2 separate regions of the Mus musculus genome follow, and region 2 is linked to region 1. Evidence: chromatin contacts called from public Micro-C data. All regions are on one chromosome and are shown on one strand. The core of a region is the stretch at or near the end of the contact, and the rest is flanking DNA. Distances in the headings are between cores, read along the strand shown. Region 1 holds the start of Tmem79 (transmembrane protein 79). Region 2 holds the start of Zbtb7b (zinc finger and BTB domain containing 7B).

Region 1 (2,887 bases), core at 105-2,604:
TCCACAGCCCCCGCAGGACCGGCCAGGGGGTCTCACCACGGCCTCAGCCCACTTGCGCTCTGGGGGCTCAGGGTGGCTGAGTCGAGCTGGCAGGAAATTCCTGAGCTCGCCTGGTCCAGCGTCGCGATGCAGGATGCGCTCCTCCTGTGGCTTCCGCTCGATGCACTGTAGATCAATGGGCACGAAGGCCCTAACTGTCTTCTCGGGGAGCAGGTTGGCATCCTCTTTGAATGGCTCCTCCGACTTAGTAGGTGCCTCTGACTCTAGGGGCTCTGGTTCAATATCTCGCCAGCCCGGGGGATCCGGAAGTGGGGCGCTAGGATGGGGGTCAGTTCCCCAGGGTAAAGTGGCAGCCTCACTTATTGTGCTGTCTGGACCATCCTCAGGCCCCTCTCTGACTATAGGAGACCCTACTGAAGACCCCACTCTGAGCGACTCAGTTCCAGGGGACTCAGTCCCACCTTCTTCCTCTGACTGCAGGACTAAAGCCTGCGGTGGGCTCTTCTCTGGAGTCTCGGGTTCCTTCATGTCCAGCAGGGCCAGTGTCTCCGGTTCTGTCATTGTGAGGCTTCAGTTCCGAGGGCTACCACAGAACGATGTCATCCTATAGGCAGTGGGAGAAGTTCTGTGAGAATACCTAGTCTTCTGGCCCCAGGACAGTTTCTCAGACCTAGAACTCCCCAGAGAAGCTGGCCTCATGGGACTCTAGGGAGAACACTGTGGGGAGGAAGGTGTTGAAACAGAGAGGCGGGCGGGCAGCAGAGGAGCGAAATGGAGGATCCCTTTCAAAATAAATGTCATCCAGCAGGACAAGGGTGAGTCAGGGGGCACAAGCAGAGGCAGGTGTGGCCTGTCTATACCCACACCTGCCTTCTACTCTCTCCACTAAAACTCCCGGATTTTTGGCCACCCTGGCTTTGGAATGGGAGGCTGAGGTGTCTAGGACTAGGCGGAGTTTCTCTACAGCCAAGGGTCACCCTATAGATAGAGAAATTGGCCCTTCCCCCTTCCTTCCACCTGCCCTTTGACCTGCAGGTCCCTCCAGGAACTCGACACCAGATCTCGGTTCCTCAGTCTCCATTCCAGGAGTCGGTCATTTTCTGAACTCTCCCATTGCCAGTCTCACCCGATTCAGCTGGGCTGGGCTCCACTCAGACTCCCAGCTCTAGTGTGGCCGTTCCCAAGCCTTCCTCTTGTTTCCTCCCCTGCCACCCTCCAGCTCACAGCTTCTGGATTGGGCTCCCTTCGTTCACCTCTTGGGCCCCTCCTACCCCTGCCCTTTGGATCCATGATACCCTCTTACTTTCCATCTGCAAAGAGGCGGAGGATCTCCGGAAAGGAGCTGCCTAGCTCCTGGCTGGCTCTGCAAGTATTTCCCAGTTTCCCTCCCTTGCCTGTGTCTCCAAACCTGTCTGACCAGAGCGGGTGGGGCCCAGATTAAAGGCGCAGGCCCTGCCCTACAGAATCTGCCTACTGGAAGGACTCTACAGGAGGACGTCATCCTTTTTGAAAGTAAGGGTGCAGCTGGGCACAGAGGTGTGGACTTAATGTATTCTGGGATCTGTAAGAGCTTCCAGCTCAGGGAAGCATCAGGGTATAAAAGTGGGTTTGTGTATCAAAGGGTGCTCAGAGTAAATTGGCTAAAAGATGACACTGCAAGTTTGTTCATCCAGTAAATGTTTATTGGGTATCTATTATTAATGAGGCGCTATTTCTGTGGTGGTACAAGCCTTTAATCCCAGCACATGAGGCAGAGGCAGGCAGATTTCTGAGTCTGAAGCCAGGCTGGTCCAGCAGCCAGAGTTATGTAGAGACTCTCTCTCTCTCTCTCTCTCTCTCTCTCACACACACACACACACACACACACACACACACACTCCAACAAACAAAAAAAGTGCTAGTCTAGGCACATGTACAGAAAAGAACAAAGTGACAAGGTTTCTAGCTGTTCAGGTAACCAACATTAAAGTTCACACCAAATCAGTAGTAGAATTTCAGTAGTGAGAGCCTCTTTAGGGTGACTGAAGCTGAAACCCAGTGGAAGTTCCCTGTAGAGGAACAGCGCAGCCAACAGATGGAAAAAGACTTGAGGCAGTTTGAGGAATAGAAAGGAGACTTGGTGGCTGGAGCCAGGAGCATAGTGGTATATACATTGCCATTATAATGTGGAGAGAGAGAGAGAGAGAGAACCCCAAAGATCCGCCTTATAGTTAGGAAAACAATAGGGCTGACAAGATGGCTCACCAAGCCTGACTACCTGAGTCTGATTCCCCAGAGAACCACACTTTTAAAAGAAAACTGACTCTCCCAAGTTCTCTGGCCACGTGTATGTTGTATGCATGCACCCACAAAATATAAATAAATAACTCTCTCGGGAAGAATTCCTTTAAAAAACAAGCAACTTCAGGAGCCACCCCTCAGGCGCGCTGGGATTTTGGCAGCTGACTTGACCTTGTGCATGCCGATCTCCACAACCTCCGGATCTTAAAATCTTTTCGCTGCCCCTCTTCTGCAACGATGTCTGATTCAATGATAGCTGGCCCATTCGTTTTATTATTTTATGCACTTTGGCGTTTTGCCTCTAAACATGTCTGTATGAGGGTTTCGGACCCCCTGGAGCTGGAGTTTCAGATGGTTGTGAGCTGCCATGTGGGTAGTCACTTCTCCAGCACCTAGCTGTCCCATGGCGAGCTTTGCACTCTACGGTCTCTTTTCTTTTCCCCTGGAAACTTAATTTTTTTAAATTCATTTTATTTTGGGGGCTAGGGAGCGTGACACGGAGCTCGCGTGTGAAGTTCAGGCCAACCTGCTGGAGTCAATTCACCTTATACCATGCGGGCTCCAGGGGTCGGGCTCAGGTTGGCCGCAAGCGCCTTTAGCCGCTGAG
Region 2 (3,146 bases), core at 406-2,905, 1.1 Mb after region 1:
CTAAGGCATTCGGGAGGGGGTCAATTCAAGAACGCCCTCCACCTGGCCCGGAAGCCAGGACAGCTTGCCGGTCTCCCCTTCTCCCCAGCACCCACTTCCGGTGTCCCAAACTAGGTCAGCAGTGCTCGTTTCCTGTGGGTCAGCTAGCACCGGCGCCTCTGCCCCTCCCCTGCTCCGGACCCAGGCTCCCCGCCTTACCCCCCGCCCCCCCAGGGCGCCCCGAGGTCTCACCACGTCTCAGCCGCCCTTTGATACATGGGGGTTGTGCGGGGCGGGGGGCAGGGGACCCGCCCTCTCTCCAAACACTAGCAGGGCCGGGGCGCCTGGGCAGGCACGTGTCCGGGCACAACCCGCTGCCCACGCTGCCCCCCCACTCCCGCCCCCCCCGCTCTGGCCAGGACACGTCGCTCTCTTACTTGGGTGGGGTGGGAGGAGGGGAGAGAAAGCTGGAAATGGAAAGCAGCGCCCCCCACCCCTCTGAATGGCCAACCTCGGCCAGCGGTGCGCACTAGGTTTCTACCACACAGCGACCCCCACTCTGCTCAGGGCAGGTGCGCCGGCGCCGGCGGCAAGACCGCTGGTAGGTCGAGTTCTTATCACCCACCCTCGCACTGGAGTTGTGAGAGCAAAAGCTGACTTTGAAAAGGTGGCGGTGGGCCTGAGGCTTGAGAGACCGGAATGTGATTGCGGAGCGGGAGGGGCAGAGGGGTCGTCCTGCTGAGCCGCACTACCGCTGGAGAGACGACGCGGCTCTGGAAGCGCAAGAAACCGAATAGTCCAGCCGGTAACTTTCCCCCAAGCCGCGGTTCCTCCCGCTGCCCCCCACCCCCCGTGCCACTGGCCTGGGTCCAGCCCACCGTGCCAGGGGGGCGCGGAGCTGGGTGGGTGGGTGGGGACACGCGTTGTCCTAGTTATAGTCCGTCAGGGTTTCCATTCCCTCCATTCGGTCGGGTCTGGGGTCTCCCCCTAAAGTCACAAAAGCGACTGGGGGTAGGGGTAAGTTCAGTGCAGCTCACCCCCTCTCCATCCCGTAGCTCACAGTCTGTATGATATTAGAAGTGCAAAGAAAGTTTCTGGAGACCCTCCGCTCAGAGTTGGGGGGAGGCCAATAGTCCATAGTTCTCTACCTTTCCTCCAAGTTAAAACCAATTCCAAAGACCCAGGAAAGCTACAGGGAATGCGACTGGTTGAAATCTGGTGTGTGTGTGTGTACGTGTGTGTACAGGGGTCTCACAGGACGCACGAAGGACACTGCAGTAGGCTCGAGTTTAGTGTATCCCGAGCCAAGGGACAAAAAGTGGGGTTCACTTACCTTTCAGCCGTTGGGTCCGTTCGCTGGAGCTGCAGAGGCACAGGGTGTAGGAAGAAGCGCGTCCCCCGCCAGGCTGGGGGGCTTGGGGCTCTGCTCCGGTCCTGGTCAGAAGGCCGCGGTCAGTGGCTCGCTGCTCGTTGCTGGGGGGCTCCTCCTCCGCCACCCTTTGCCTCCTCCTGTTGCCCGCCCCCCCCTTGGCCGCGGAGAGCCGTACATTCACCTGGCTTCCACTCGCCCCCCCCCCCAAGGCCCGCCTCACCTGTCCTGCTGTCTCACCTGTCCTCTCTCTTGCTTTCCCCCCATCCCTCCCCTCCCTCCCCCCGCCCCTGCCACCCCCAAACTCCCCCCCCACCCTTAGCAACACCCTCTGTCACTTCCTGGTTTTTCATCCGCCCCCCCCAGGCACCCCCTCCCTCCGCCCAATAAGGACATAAACTTCCACCTCTTCCAACAGCTAGTTCCAGCAGGGAGCATATGGGTCCCTCCCTCCTTTTCGTCCCTTTTCTCCGAGATTTTGCTTCGCTCCCTGAGCCTTTCCCACCCTTTTCCTTTCCCTTCTTTCCTTCAAACTCCCTTCACCTGCCGCGATCCCTCTCCCTCTCTGCTTTCTACCACTATCTCCTCCGGTCCACCTTAACTGGAGCTCCGCCTCCGACCCCCGTCCAGCCCTCTGCTGCTGCCCAGCTCCACCCCTTGCACGCCACCGCCCTGCCCATCCATTGGCCTGAACACCCGCCTATCCCATGTGGGACGCGCCTAGGGTTCATCCAGGGAGGGGGTGGAGCCTGGGCTGGCCAGAAACCAGAAGGGGAGGGAGGCCGAAGACAGTGTCCGCAGTGGCCAGGGAATGGAGCAGCCCCCTCAGGGACTTCCTCTCTTTCAAGAGGGGCTTCTGTAGGGTCACCACCTGGGGAGGGAATGGTATGAGAGGTTACGGATACGCTGCTGGGGATGAAGACCTAAAATTTAGAAAGAGTGGGGTCCTGCCGAGGGGCTTTAACCAGGTCAGAGCCCCAGGAAGAGAGAGAACCTCTAGACATTGAGCTTCAGCCTCTTGGCCCATCCCCCTCCGAGGGAGCGGGGGAGTCGAGTCTGTGGGCACTCTGTGTCCCTCCCCACGCGTGACGGCGCCCCGCGGGGAGGGAACAGTGCCCGGGGCAAGGAGCCTTTGCGCTCTAGCCAGTGCCCGTTGCTGCCTTGGCATTTTCAAAGGGGAGGGACTGAGTCTGGGAAGGGGAAGGGGGAGGTGCGCTCCCTCTGGGGCCCCGACGCTTTGCCTTCAACCAGCCGGTACTTTTAGTGGAGAAACTGAGACCCTACAGTGGAGGGATCTTGGCGCAGATTCACTCAGACCCCGAGGTGACGATAGAGACCTGGGTGGTTTAGGATGTTTGCTTAAGTGGGTTTGGGAAAAACCGGTATTCGTATTTAAGTGCCCGACCCAAAGAATGGTAGTCTCTGAGGGACGCTTACAACTGGGCTGGCGATGCTATAGACCCCAAAAGGGCCCCTCCTACTCGTTTCAAACGGAGTCAAATCCCGCTCTCTAGGACCAGGTTCGGCTTCGCAGCAGCAGGCCAGGCGGAACCGGGTCGGACTTGTTCTCTTTCCCAGCTCCCTCCGCAGGGGGCCTCCTTCCCTTTCCAGCAGGTGGCTCCGCAGGACACCAGCTCAACCTGTTGGACCACAATGGGCGGTGCCAGGGGGGCCCTGGCCCTCACCCGGGCTGACCCGGGATCCCCAAGCAGGGGGAGGGGTGGAGTCGGCCCTTCCCTCCCTCTTTCTCCCCCCCCCCCCCCCCCCATGACTCAGCCTCGAGGCCGCTGCTCTGCCC

Evidence for each region. A called contact is a pair of places that touch in the nucleus more often than the background predicts.
Region 2: a Micro-C map of embryonic stem cells shows a contact between it and region 1, with 5 times the contacts expected there. The contact joins the promoter of Zbtb7b here to the promoter of Tmem79 in region 1. A contact is called at or near these places in 2 of 39 promoter capture datasets (erythroid cells and pre-B cells) and 1 of 484 Hi-C or Micro-C datasets (embryonic stem cells).

What each region holds. Positions count from the first base shown.
Region 1 is chr3:88,333,079-88,335,965 of GRCm38.p6, forward strand. Tmem79 (transmembrane protein 79) reads right to left here and starts at 1,355. Exons shown (of 4, transcript NM_024246.5): 1 at 1,304-1,355; 2 at 1-604. The coding sequence starts at 561.
Region 2 is chr3:89,391,723-89,394,868 of GRCm38.p6, forward strand. It overlaps Zbtb7b (zinc finger and BTB domain containing 7B), which reads right to left and starts at 1,656. Exons shown (of 3, transcript NM_009565.5): 1 at 1,313-1,656. Gm15417 (predicted gene 15417) reads left to right here and starts at 142. Exons shown (of 2, transcript NR_040403.1): 1 at 142-784.